Linked DNA regions of Mus musculus: region 2 is linked to region 1. A link is a contact called in public HiChIP or PLAC-seq data. All regions are on one chromosome and are shown on one strand. Each heading gives the region's core, a stretch centred on a gene start, on an enhancer-like site or on the middle of the called end of the contact. The rest is flanking DNA. Distances are from core to core; before and after follow the strand shown.

Region 1 (7,230 bases), core at 2,669-5,168:
AAAACTAGACAAGAGCCCCCATCAAGAGCGACATGGTCTTCCTTCATTTACTACACTTCTCTGTCCTGAGAAGACATTTCCCCCTCAAAAATAAAAAATTATTTCTTTGGCCTGATATTCTATTCCTCCTCTATGGAGTCTCATTGATGAAAGGGTGTGATCTGGGACATCCCATCCTCTTCCTTGGACAACTGGAACCCATGATGGTTCACACAACCCACCGCTAACATACAAATATAACTCTACAATAGGAAGGACTGGAGGGACCTTCCTGTTTGTATGTGTGTGTGTGTATGTGTGTATATACAAACACACACACACTCACACACATATATATACATATATGTATGTATATGTATACATATATGTATGTGTATATACATATATGTGTGTGTATATATATGTGTATATATATATATGCATGTGTGTATCATTTAGGTTAAGTTTTTTCCTTCAAAAAATACACACATGTTTATCGAACAAAATAAGAATGAGTGATCTTTAAGGTTATAAAATTATTAACCTAGATCACACTTCCTGAAATCCATCTGTGCTGGCAAGTCAGAGACCTGGCTCTGACATTTAAACACACTGTTTTCTGAAAGTTGGTTATTTATTCCTTTTTAATTTCCTTATCACAACTGAAATTTTTTATTTTTAAAGTAGATATTATCCAAAGGTACCCAAACTACGCACTGCAGGGCCATAGGATATATGTATCCAAGACCTCATAAAGCACATAGATAAAATTCAACATTATATCTCAAAATAGTAATGTGTGCATATACAGTCAGCCTTGGACTGTTAAAGATAAGCCTGTGTTCATTAAGGTTTTAATTAAAATTTCTTTGATCACTCATTTATAATTGTGGGAAAATGAAGGGAATTTTGCACTTTGCAGGGAAGGGCAAGAGAAAAATCTATAAAGTGATCATACGAACAAAACAGAGTTATGGGGCTGGTGAGATGGCTCAGTGGGTAAGAGCACTCGACTGCTCTTCCGAAGGTCAGGAGTTCAAATCTCAGCAACCACATGGTGGCTCACAACCATCCATAACAAGATCTGACTCCCTCTTCTGGAGTGTCTGAAGACAGCTACAGTGTACTTACATGTAATCAATAAATAAATCTTAAAAAAAAAAAAAAAAACAGAGTTATGTTTGATTTTTCAGAATGGAATCTACCTAACTGGAAATTACCTTTCTGATCGGCGAAGTCTCTGCTTTGGTTTATAGCCTGGACTGTTTATTTTGGAGCTAGGCAAACACACAACATCTAACTCTCTAACCCAAGCCTGCTTCAAATTCTGTACTGAGTGTACTGAGGTCACTGTATGCAGAACCAGGTGCACTGTTTACACGGGGGCCTTTGGTGAGTTTGCCTGGGACCCCACTTCTCTAGGCTTTCTCAGCCTGACAGCATCTCAGCGAGATAGCACCTCTCAATTACAGCCCACTCACTTCCTAAAATGTGCGTGTGCGTGTGTGTGTGTGTGTGTGTGTGCGCGCACGCGCGCGCAGTTGCCCACAGAAGGCATTGGCATTCCCTAGAGCCGGATTTTTGTTTGTTTGTTTGTTTGTTTTGTTTTGTTTTGTTTTTCCGAGACAGGGTTTCTCTGTGTAGCCTGACTGTCCTGGAACTCACTCTGTAGACCAGGCTGGCCTTGAACTCAGAAATCCGCCTGCCTCTGCCTCCCAAGTGCTGAGATTAAAGGCATGCGCCACCACGCCCTGCTTAGAGCTAGAATTATTAAAAGTTGTGAGCAGCCAACATAAACGCTGGGAATCCAACAGCCAATAGAACTCTTAACCATTGAACTGGCTCTCCAGTCTCCCCTCCCCCATTTGGGGGTAGCAAGTTGGTCAAAATATTCCCGAATAAAACACACACACACACACACACACACACACACACACACACACACACACACAGCGTCCTTTATTTGGTGGCGTCTAGCGAGGAACTCGCGCTGCCGCCACCGGGCAAAATATTCCCGAATAAAACACACACACACACACACACACACACACACACACACACACACACACACACACACACACACAGCGTCCTTTATTTGGTGGCGTCTAGCGAGGAACTCGCGCTGCCGCCACCGGGCAATTAGAGCGGATTAACCCACTACCGCTAAACCCGGATCCTAAAGCGCACATGGGCTCCTTCTCTGGGTCCTGTTGGTCACCCGGGCCGTAGCCTGGTCAGCGTGGGGTTCTCATGTGTGGCAGCGGAATTCCAGCATCCGGGAGACGCTGGCGGGTGCGTAGCGCCCACTCACTTCGCGAACACAGCCCAGCCAAGGAATGTTAACCTAAAGGTTCCAAGTTCACACCTACCCTGGGACTCCTGTTGTCATTTTAAACAGCTTTTTGTCCTCTCTCTCCCCGGCGGACAGCTAAACAACATTATCAGTGGCAGATGGACAAACACGCCCAAACCGGCACCCTTCTAGGGTCTGGACACCCTAACCCTGCTGATGGGATATCAATGCTAAACCGTGAGACTCAAATTCCTGAAAGGAATGCGCTCTCCCACCACACCCCACCCCGACTCCCCTTCGAGATAAAAAGATCCTGATGCCTTTGCCAACCCTTAAACAGCTAAGGCATGCGCCCCCTACTCTTTTCACCTGCAAATTAAGGTGGTCTGGGTATCCGGTGAGTGGCAGGAAACCTGAAGTTCAAGTGATTGCTCTAGTAACAAGGTCACCACCACAGAGAACATCAACATAGCCACTCTGCAGCACACAGCTAGTACTGCTACCATTTATGTTTGAGAGAAGGTTTTATGAATCTCACGCTGCCCTAGCACTCTCTTTTCAACTGGTCCTCCAGAGTGCTGCGGTACAAGGGTGGTGGGCCACCCTTGTACCAAACACCATGACTATTATTTTTGAAAAGAGCATATCTTAGTTTGTGCACTATGTGGCTTACCCATTCCAGATTTTATTTCTAAAGCCGATCGTTTTCCTGGTTATTTAGTGACCTCTACACGTTTTTTCTGTAGAGGAGATGTGTGTATCATGGCCACATAGTGTATGTTGTGCCTTGCCTGTGCTCACTTGAAGGCTGTTATGGAAGACTGTTAAAGAAGAGCCAATGGAGAGAAGGTGCAGGAGACAACACCTGAGAAATGGCCAGGGCCAGGTAGCCCCTGTCTTAGCTGTTCCTGCCATCACAGCTGCTACTGATAAACCAGCATGCTTGGTTTATCCATCTTAGGCTTGGAAGCCACCTAGTAAGAACACACCAGGTTAACTCCTGTTTGTGATTAAACCTCTGTTTCTCAAGGACTGGGCTATGCTCTACCTGTAACCTTAACTACATATGGCTCTGTACTGCCTGTCCCAGGAAAAAAACTATACCTTTGTTTCAAAAAGTTGGTATGACCACCGTACAGCCATGTCTTTGTTTCTGGAGAGTATTATCAGCACTTTGTTATGTTTCTGTCACTCTGCCTATTTGCCAGCCGAACCCCGCTTGGAAACCCCCTACTCCTGAGCTATAAAAACTCTCATCTTCCCCATGTCCAATGTTGATGATCTCTTGTACCCCACTTTTAGCCCGTACACACCCCACACACACCACACATACCAACACCACCACCACCACATATACCCACTCCACCACCACCACCACCCCACACACACACTTAAATTTATGTAGCCATGATTTGGGTCAGTTTTCTTTCGCCTAAAGCTACTACTTGAATTGCTTTGACAAAGATAAAGCCAGACCTTAGCTGAAACTGTGAAAACAAACTATTCAGTAAGTACAAAGCACAGATGCTGCCACTGAGACCTGTAAATGAATGAGTACCTGGGTATTCTAAAGGGGAGTGGGGCATCAGAGGTCAAGTCAGAGAAGGGTCAGCACAGGTGAAAATTCTCCAAGGGCTTGCTGGTGTAAATGCCCATCCCACTAGGCTGCTGGTCTGAACTCCCTGCCGATAATGCTTTGTGCTCTTCCTGGAGATGCGGTCTCCTGGTCCAGAGTAATTGTCAGTCTCTGGCACACTCTTCCACTATTAAGCACGTTGGCACTGCCTGAAGGACTGCAACCACAGTGACACTTTGACTCCGTCAGAAGCCACCACTACACAGGGTGCAACTTAGTGTCATGGATGAATCTTCAAGGCATGGTGTAAGCTTTTTCTCCCGGCCTCATCAGCATCATTGCTAACATTTGTAAGATCCCTGAAAGGGGACATGTTTGCTTTCCTAAAACACATATATTTACATCACAATTTATACAGTAGTAAAGTTACAGTTACGAAGTAGCAATGATAATAATTTTATGGGTGGGGGTCACCACCGCATGAGGAACTGAATGAAGGGGATCTCAGCACTCGGAGGTTGGTTGAGGACTATGTTCAAAATAAGGAGACATAGGGGAAAGAGGGTGAAGTGGAGGCAAAAATGACAGAACCTAGGTGGCTGTATTTGAGGCAGAGGTGGAAAGGGAATGCCTAGGAGTCCCCCACCCACCGCAGGCAGCCCTGTGAACACCAGGATTGACCTCCATCCCCTGCTGAGACTGGGTTGAGCATTGGGGCGCAGAGGCAAGCTAACTTCCCTTAGCATTAGATCCGGGAATCTGCAACTTTCGTCTTCCGAAATCTCTACAGGTTGACAGTGTTTAGTGTCTAAAAACCAGAAAGGTTTTGTTTTTCTTTTTTGCTTGTTTTCGTTTTTTTGTTTGTTTTTCCTGAAAGCCATTTGCTTTCCTCCTTCCCTAAGCACAGCTGCAGAGCACAGCATCTAGTCAGGCAAGTCTCCACTAAGTCTTCCTGCTAAGTCTTCCTCTCGAAAGACCGTTAGGATGCTCGAGATGGTCGGGGAAGAAACGGAACCAGCATGCCAATTGCTCCCTTGAGCCAATTATCATGTAAGGGACCTGGAAAAGGATGCTCGACACACACTGAGACCTGTCCTCACTTAAACCACCACGAACCCGAAAAAGTGTTTCTGCACAAGGCTAGACTGGTCTGGAATCCAGGTGAGTTTCCTTATGGCCTGGCCTCAGAGCCCAGTGCACCACCTGGCCCCGGGAAACATGAGAGGTGGAACAGAGGCTGTAGGACGCTGGGGGGTGGATGTGAGCACACTTGATACCTGCTAGTCTTCAGTTTCTGGTCCTGCCGGCATTTATTGGTAAATACCCTACTACATGACATGCCATTCAAATTCTGTTATTCCCTGGTAGTCTTGTGACTAGGATTCGGCACTTTTACGATTCCGACCCGAGTTCACCTTAAGTGCGATTACAACCCAGGTTCACCTTATGTTCTGTCCGTCCCTGGTGGTCTAGTGGCTAGGATTCGGCGCTTTCACCGCCGCGGCCCGGGTTCGATTCCCGGTCAGGGAAGGCTTTTGACCACAAGAATCCTTCAAGGTTTGTGAGCTGTCCTGGAAAAGTCAGTTTCAAGGTTGACAACTCAAAGTTGAAACTGTCAACTCAAAGTTTCCAAATAAATAGCAATTCCCAGGCGACAAACACGCACGTTGTTGGCCATGTACCTCTAGACATATTTTGTTTTCTTTTTTAAATGTCTTGTTTTTTTCCTCGTTTCAGGATAATTCAGTAAAAATTACCAGACATAAAAATAAGCAAGTACTTTGACCTTGAAATTGCTTTTTAGAATTAATTCTTATTATATGTGTAATATAGCCTTGTTATATTATTATATAAATATCCTATATAGAGAATCCAGTTCATGTGCATGAATTAGGAAAATTTTAAATATATACTACTCCACTCACAACACAAAGAACATGCAATTTTTGAAGGGCTGGTACTGGTGATGGAACCGGTGTTTCAGACAAGTTTTTGTTTTGTTTTGTTTTGTTTTGTTTTGTTTTAAAGAAGTTATGTGTAAAGGTGTCTCGATGGCATGTATGTCGGGAAACCACGAGTGTGTGGCTGATACTCTGGATGGCCAGAATAGGGTATTGGATCTTCTGGATACTAGAGTTAGAGCTGTTATGTGAGTGTGATCTTCTCAAATAGCAGAAACCATCTCTACAGTTCCCTAGCACCAGTTCTACACTATTACTCTATGTAAGGAACCCTGTTATAGCTGAGTGTGGGGTGGTGGTACCTAACTTTAGTCCCAATCCTCTGGAGGAAAAGGGAGGTGATGTTGAGGCTAGCATTCTAGAACAGTTAGGGCTATGCAGAGAAACCCTGTCTCAAAAAATTAAACAAAATTAAATAAAAAAATTTAAATAAAAACAAGTAAGTAAATAAATAGAAAACCCGTTCCAATATTTATGTGTTGATTAATGTTCACTTTTATCTTGACTGGTGTGTCAAGATATGTGTTAAAAATCACCATGGATACAATCTCTAGGTGTGTCTATGAATGTATTAGCAGAAAGGCTTAACTGAGGAGAGAAGAGCCATCCTAAATGTAGGCAGACCAAGCTGTCAGCAAGGGTCTCAATTGAATACAGAAGAGAAAATTGCTAGTTGTCTCTTCACGCTTGTAATGGCTTCACTGGATGCCATATGGTCCTGCTACTATGCATGTCCCACAGTGACAAACTATACCCTCAAATTATGAACCAAATTAAGCCCTACCTTCTTTAAATTGCTGTTCTCAGATTTTTTTTCAGAGATTGATTTATTTTATGTATATGAGTACACTGTAGCTGTACTGATGGTTGTGAACCACCATGTCGTTGTTGGGAATTGAACTCGACCTCTGCTCGCTCTGGCCCCACTCCCTCCGGTCCAAAGATTTATTATTATATGTAACTACGCTGTAGCTGTCTTTAGACACACCAGAAGAGGGCATCAGATCTCATTACAGATGGTTGTGAGTCACCATGTGGTTGCTGGGATTTGAACTCAGGATCTCTGGAAGAAGGTCAGTGCTCTTAACCGCTGAGCCATCTCAGATATTTGATCACAGAAAGTAAATACAAGGAGCCATTTAATTTGGGGGGCAGCCCATGAAGAACCCCCCCTCCTAGCCTGCTTCAAAATGGAGAAATTTAGGTATAGAAAACCTCAATGACTTATTTAAGGTCCCACCCCAGTCTCTGAGGTTCCCCTCAAGTCTGAAGCGTCCTGTTAGAATGCTGCGAGTTTCCCCTTCTCCTCAGTTACTGGCAGCTCCCCAGAGGCCCACAGCTTTAAAAACGAAGTCTGTAGAGGTGAGCAGGAGTGGGTTGAGTTTATGTGTCTAGAAAGTGAGACTCTGGAGCTCTGGAAC
Region 2 (7,230 bases), core at 1,725-4,224, 280 kb after region 1:
AAAATGGCTCAGCAGTTCAGAGCACTTGCTGCCTTCTTTTTCTAAGATTTATTTATTATTATACATAAGCACACTTTAGCTGTCTTCAGACACTAGAAGAGGACATCAGATCTCATTACGGATGGTTGTGAGCCACCAGGTGGTTGTTGAGATTTGAACTCAGGACCTTTGGAAGAGCTGTTAGTGCTCTTAACCTCTGATCCATCTCTCCAGCCCCAACACTTGCTGCTTTCTAAAAGGATGGGAGTTCAGTTCTTTATGTCAGGTGAGCTGTCTGTAGCTCCAGCTCCAAGGGGAAGCTGCTACCTTCCTCTGGCCTCTGTTGACATTCACACGATACACAAACATACACACATTAAAAAAAAAAATCTTTAGGAGGGGGGAGGAGAGTAGTGGGGGAGGGTATGGGGGACTTTTGGGATAGCATTGGAAATGTAAATGAAGAAAATACCTAATTTTAAAAAAAGGAAAAAAAATCTTTAAAAATTAAATATGTGGCTCATGAAGGGCTAGAGATATCACTCCTTGGCCTTTTGGCTGAGATGAAGTGTGCGAAGGGCTAGAGATGAGTTAGCAGTAAAGCATTTGCCTTGCAAGCACAAGGCCCTTATTTTGATCCCCAAAGCCCACTTAAAGTGCTGAGTGTGGTAGCTCTCATGGATAGTTCCAGCCAGTCTAGCCTGCCTGGAGAGCCTCAGGCCAAGCATCCTGTCTGACAGGAGTGGTCAGTGTTTCTGAGGAATAGCACGCACTAGCCTCCGGCCTCCAGATGAGTACGCTGCACACATGCACATACATATTCACACGCACAGAAATGTGACTAGTGTCTATTGGATAGTGCCAGTCAAAATAATCTGACTAAAGATCTATTTGTCATTTTCTTTCTCCTGTTACCAGGGTAACAGAGAGGAAGCTGACAACCCAAATACGGGGATTGGTGCCTTCCGATTCATGTTGGAATCTAACAAGGGCAAGTCAATGCTGGAGTTCCAGGTACAGTTCCACTCACATCCCTGGCTCTAATAAAGCAGAGCAGCCTGACAGACACAGCAATTTTAATGCCACCTACTAATCCTTACCTCCTTATTCAGAAAAAGACACAGGGAGAAAATGTGGTTAAAATTTACAGTGCACAATTACCTCTCTTCCCCCTCGGGGTGCATACCAGAATTGGTAATTATAGATGCTTCCACAATATGATTTGTAAAACTTTTCCCCTGTAATTCTGATGCAGTCTCCTAACTTAAACTCACTATCCTGGTTGTATTAGTCAGGGTTCTCTAGAGAAACAGAACTGACAGAATGAATGTATGTGTACCCCCCACACACAGTTTATTAGAATGACTTATAGGCTGTGGTCTGACTTTTCCAAAAATGACTGACTCTTAGAATCCAGCAGCGTTCAGCTCATGAGGCCGGATGTCTCAGCTGCTCTTCAGTATACACCAGAATCCCAAAAGCGTAGGCTATAATGCCAATGAAGGAATGGACTTCCTGGCAAAGGCAAGAGCAAACAGGCAGAGAACAAGCTTCCTTCTTCAAGTCCTTCATAGAGACTGCCCCGAGGTGTGGCCCAGACTTAAGGGAGTGTCTTCCCACCTCAAATGATCCAATCAAGAAAAAACCCTCACAAGTATACCCAGCAGTTTGGGTTTTAATTAGTTCCAGGGGTCATCATCATGTTGACAACAAAAAATGGCCTTCACGCTGGTGTTTCCTCTCGTTTCTCAGGAGCTGATGACAGTTTTTCAGCTGCTGCACTGGAATGGCAGCCTTAAGGCCATGAGGGAAAGACAGTGCTCTCGACAGGTAAGAGTCACCCGAGAGAAAAGGGCAGGAGGAAAACTACTTTGGGCTGTTAAATGGTTACTAGGCTGTGACTACTGAAGGCCTTATTCTAGCATCTTTGCTCTTGTATTCTTTTTTGTTTTGTGTATTTCAAGACAAGGTTTCTCTGTGTAGCCCTGGCTGTCCTGAAACTCACTCTGCAGGGAGTAGCTGGCCTTGAATAGAGATCCACCCATCTCTGCCTTCTGCAAGCGCCTGGTGTGCTCTTGTAGTCTTTGCTTTTTGAATGTCACTGGGCTCCTTTTGCCATGCTTCTCCACCATAAAGTTTCCCTTAGGAAACTCTTTGGCTAAACTGGGCTTGGTAGCTCACACCTTTAATCCCAGCTCTTAGGAGGCAGTGGCAGGCAGATCTGAGTTCTAGCTAGTTCCACATCAGGTAGTGCTACACAGTGAGACCCTGTTTCAAAACAAAATAAAACAAACAAAAAGCCCTACCTTTTTGTCCTCTCTATTTCCTGGCTGCTATGACATGAACTAGTCTGCTCTGCTATGCCTCCCTTCTAAGACAGGCTGATAACTCTGAAACGATCACCTTCTGAGTATCTAAGAACTCAGGAAGGACCAAATCTATCACACTAATTGTGGATCAGTCTCCATTGTTTCATGGAACCCTCCCCTTCCTTCTAGAACAAGGAGCTAGCTGGAACAGAAGAGATAAAATAGTCACTGCATTTTTAACATAATTTTGCCAAGTTATGGGCATTCCTACAGACCCTTGAGCAAGGGCCAGTGGTGGCTTGATACAGTGTACTTGCTCTATAGAAAAAGTTCCAGGATGGCCAGGGCTACACAGAGAAACTCTGTCTAACCAAACAACCAAGGAGATAGTGTGCTGAGGGTTTCACACATTTAGATTTTGTAGTTTTAAAAGATGGCCACACTGGGCGTGGTGGTGCACGCCTTTAATCCCAACACTTGGAAGACAGAGGCAGGTGGATTTCTGAGTTTGAGGCCAGCCTGGTCTACAGAGTGAGTTCCAGGACAGCCACGGCTACAGAGAGAAACCCTGTCTCGAAAAACAAAACAAAACAAAAAAGATGGCCACATTTTCCACCAGTCAAACACCTTCTACATGCTGTTGGAGTACTGGAAGGTGTGACCTGTCCTTGAGCCTGAACTTCACTGTGCTCCCCACAGCAGGGCCCTGTGCTTCTCTGATCTGTGCATGTATTCAACCTCCTGCTCCACGCCCTTCTGCTTTACATAAATTCTTATAAGACAGGGGGAAACAACTCTTTATAGGACATATGTGCAAAGCAGGTCAGACAATCAAGGCTAAGTTCTATTGGGATCACTGTGCTATATGATATAGGACATACGTCTTATCCATCAGGGTCACTGTGCTAAATGACATGTATGTCTTTTAACCTTCTCAGTGATCTTTGCGTTCCTCTCTGACCAGGAGGTGTTGGCTCATTATTCACATCGGGCCCTGGATGATGATATTCGCCACCAAATGGCTTTGGACTGGGTGAGCCGGGAGCAGAGTGTGCCAGGGGCACTGTCAAGAGAGCTGGCTTCCACTGAACGGGAACTCGATGAAGCCCGGCTGGCGGGCAAGGAGCTGCGCTTCCACAAGGAGAAGAAAGATATTCTCATGCTGGCTGCTGGGCAGTTGGGCAATATGCATTCTTCCAGCTGCTAAGCATCTACCCTCTACTCGCCATGGCTCTTCAGGCCCCTTTTTTGTATGTCTCCTTTTTAAGACTTAGGATGATGATTTCTGTATATACTTTCTCAATTTTATACTTTAAAATATAGATATATATGTATAAATTCTACACCTGGCTCCCTATTTGCTAAGAGATCCCTTTTCTAACTTCCAGTTTGGGGATGTAGTTACCTTTGAAATATCACTATCCATTTTATAGCGTGGTTGGCTCTTAAACCTTTAGATTATCTAAGTCATTAACATGTACAGTTTTCTAAGTGTTCATATCTCTTTCTTTTGAAACAGCAGCACACAGGTACGTGATGACTCAGCTATGCTCTCTGCACTCAGCAGTCTGAGACAGTATTGCTGTGAATATGAGGCCAGCCTGGACTACATAATAAGTTCCAGGTCAGCATGGGCTACAGTGTGTAAGATCCTGTTTCAGACCCCTCTCTCCCACACATAAAACCGCCCATATTCTTGGTTTCTACTAGACGAAAACAGGGTGGGAGCGTCAGGTTTTGGTTTGAAGTGACCGTCCGATCCACCTCCCCTGCTCACTTTCCTCCTTCCTTGCCTCTAAGTGCTCCTTCATTTGGGGGCTTCCCTACCTTATCCAGAAGATCTGGCTTCCTTTTGTTTTGTGAGACATCTTATTATGGCCTGGAACTCATCCTATAGATTAGGAGGGCTTCATGCTTGTGGTTGTATCCTGCTGAAATCATAGGCATGGGTCACAATGAGAAACTGCCTAGGAACAAGAGAATGATACACTCAATTCACATGGGGTGGGTAGGTGGCACTACCTGAGCTGCTTCTGAGCTTACCTACCCCTGCTAGCAGTCTAGCTTTCTGGGTGTGAGAAGAGGGTAAGGGTTGAGGCTGATACTGGTACACGCACATGTGAGCACACACTTTTTTCCATTTGTTCATGTAGCCCAGGCTGGTCTCAAACTCTTCTTCTGGCTGAGAATGGCCCTGAGCTCCAGACCTCCCGCATCAGCCTCTCCCTAGGATTACAGTGACTACCACCGCAGCTGCCTTAATCCTCCCCTCAGTGACAAGAAGCATCTTGTTCTTTAGAAACGGTAGCTGTTCTGTTTAGAGAGAACCATGTTCCTCTCTTGTCCACTGAGCTGTAACTCTGAATTTGTGGAGAATTCTATGTAGTAAGCTCAATTTCCCTTCTTTCTGTGGTCTCTGCTACATTGTATTATTGTTCAGTGCACTTTCTATCAAGTTGGGACAGTTAATGCTACTATAATGCGACTTCCCATGTGACAATTGCAGTTTGATTTTAGGTTAGGAGCTGGGTCTGGTGGTGCAGGTCTGCCATCTCAGCTACAAAGGAGGCCAAGGCAAGATTGGAAATTCAAGGTCTACCCCAGCTAGAGCAAGTTCAGGGGCAACCTGGGTAATTTAGCAAGACTCTATCTCAAAAATATGAAGTAAAAACAGGACTGAGGATATAGCTTAGTGGAAGAGAGTCAGCCTGGCATGTGAAGCCTGAATTTAATCTCTACTGCAAAAAGGGGAGGGGAGGGAAGGGGAGGGGAGAAGACACTTGGCAGGAAGAGGAGGGAGGGGAGCAGAGTTAGATCAGTTAGCTCCCTGGGTCGGAACAAGGTGAAAAGCAGCTTTCTTGCTTTTGAAATCATCTTTGTGACAAGGACACATGGGGTCAGGGTAGGGTGTCCAGTTAAAATAGTGTCACTGCTTAGAAAGGGGTACTTGGATTCCTTTAGTTAGCTTAGCTCTGTCTCTTGTTTCATAAAACACACTGGGTTAGAATAGAGGCTCCTGCATTACATGGTTTGTGTCACTGTTTTTTGTTGGGTTTTCTTTTTGGTTTTTCGAGACAGGGTTTCTCTGTATAGCCCTGGCTGTCCTAGAACTCACTCTGTAGACCAGGCTGGCCTCGAACTCAGAAATCTGCCCGCTTCTGCCTCCCAAGTGCTGGGATTAAAGGCATGTGTCACGTTTTAAATTGATAGTTATAACCTCGATGCCACGAATCCTGCAGTTTCTCCTGTGCTCCTTTCTTTGTGTCAGATGGGTTAAGGGTTATCAGTTTGGGGAAGAATTGTCCTTGTACCCCCTGGAATTATTTTTCTCAAAAATCCAAGACTCCAAAGAACATGGGAAAAATTGTTCTGTCCACTTTTGACGTTGAAGATTTTGGTTATCCTTTTCGTACTTTCTATGTATTTTCTATGTAAAATTTTACACAATTAAAAATGTTTTTTTGTCTAGTAAGCCAGAATGACTTTTTTCCCCTGTGACAGGATCTTGTGTAGCCAAGGCTGGCTTCCAAATGTGGCCAAGGTTGGCCTTGAATACTTTATCCTTCTACCTCTACTTCCCAAGTACTGAAGTCAGGGCCATGTTGGGGTTAAAATCGGAAAATGATTTTGCTGGCTTGTTGCTTAGTATCTCTGGGAAAAAAATTGATGAAGGAAAGGAATGAGGTGTATGATAAAACTGAACCGCTCCAGACGCAAAGTAAACCGTCTAAAGGTTTCTATGTGTGCCCTTGAAGAGCGTCTTTTCTCCAGCAGCCACTGAGCTCAAGCTGCAGGAAATCAAACTGAAGCCCTCATGCTAAGGTTGGCTGAATTACAGCGAAAATTCAAGTCTCAGCCTCAGAGGGGGTCAGCAGTTAAAGTAAGGGCATTAATAGGCAAAGAAAAGGATCCTATATCTTGGGATGGGGATGTGTGGGAGGACCCTGTTGAAACTGAGAACTCTGAATCCTCAGATTCTCAAGGGTTCACCTCACCTGAGGTAGTACTCTCAGCCCCACCCCTTGAAATAACGCCCTTTTCACTTAAGGAAATTAATCCCTCAGAGTCTGATAAACCAGCAGTGACTTTCTCTGATGAAAAAGCCAGACAATACTGACGTTCCTCAAGGCCCACCAACAGTTTCTTCTAGACCTGTAACCAGACTCAAGGCCAAGCAGGCCCCAAGAAGGTAGAAAGTGTAGTCCATGAGGAAATTCGCTATACTAAGGAGCTTAATGAGTTTGCTAATTCATTCAAGCAGAACTCTGGGGATTAAGTGTGGTAGGGATTTTAAGGGTGTGGGATAATGGTGGAAGGAACATAAAACTAGATCAGGCTGAGTTTATAGACATGGGCCCTCTGAGTGGAGATTCTAGGTTGTTTTTTTTTTTTTTTTTTTTTTTTTAGATTTATTTATTTATTATATGTAAGTACATTGTAGCTGTCTTCAGACACTCCAGAAGAGGGCATCAGATCTTGTTACAGATGGTTGTGAGCCACCATGTGGTTGCTGGGATTTGAACTCCGGACCTTCGGAAGAGCAGTCGGGTGCTCTTACCCACTGAGCCATCTCACCAGCCCCAGATTCTAGGTTTAATATGGAAACTCGCACAGTTAAAAAAGGCGTCAGAGGCTGGAGAGATGGCTCAGTGGTTAAGAGCACCGACTGCTCTTCCGAAGGTCCTGAGTTCAAATCCCAGTAACCACATGGTGGCTCACAACCATCCGTAATGAGATCTGACGCCCTCTTCTGGTGCGTCTGAAGACAGCTACAGTGTACTTAGATATAATGATAAATAAATCTTTAAAAAAAAAAAAAAGGTGTCAGAAGTTTGAATGGCTGGCTGAAGCAATTATCAAAAGATGGCCTACTGAGAAGGAGTTGAAGATACCTGATATCCCTTGGCTTAGTGTTGAGGAAGGGATTTTAAGGCTCAAGGAA

The links. HiChIP or PLAC-seq counts read pairs in DNA pulled down with a chosen protein or histone mark.
Region 2: an H3K27ac HiChIP or PLAC-seq map of embryonic stem cells shows a contact between it and region 1, with 11 read pairs. The contact joins the enhancer-like site here to the promoter of Platr30 in region 1. A contact is called at or near these places in 5 of 39 promoter capture datasets (the C10 cell line, embryonic stem cells, hematopoietic stem and progenitor cells and 1 more), 2 of 115 datasets of contacts at active chromatin or transcription factors (embryonic stem cells and memory CD8 T cells) and 1 of 9 other capture datasets (adipose tissue).

The regions. Positions count from the first base shown.
Region 1 is chr3:96,341,369-96,348,598 of GRCm38.p6, forward strand. Platr30 (pluripotency associated transcript 30) reads left to right here and starts at 3,919. Exons shown (of 6, transcript NR_152105.1): 1 at 3,919-4,154; 2 at 4,756-5,009. n-TEttc3 (a tRNA gene) reads left to right here and starts at 5,307; the gene lies at 5,307-5,378.
Region 2 is chr3:96,620,412-96,627,641 of GRCm38.p6, forward strand. It overlaps Lix1l (Lix1-like), which reads left to right. Exons shown (of 6, transcript NM_001163170.1): 4 at 898-993; 5 at 1,732-1,809; 6 at 3,253-4,941. The coding sequence ends at 3,495. It also overlaps the pseudogene 6330549D23Rik. Among named protein-coding and RNA genes, the nearest start is that of Rbm8a, 5.9 kb to the right of the region's middle. Within about 2 kb of position 2,975, at least 6 of the 459 cell types and tissues checked have an H3K27ac peak or open chromatin away from gene starts, as enhancers often do. A contact at or near this core is called in embryonic stem cells, where this site is marked.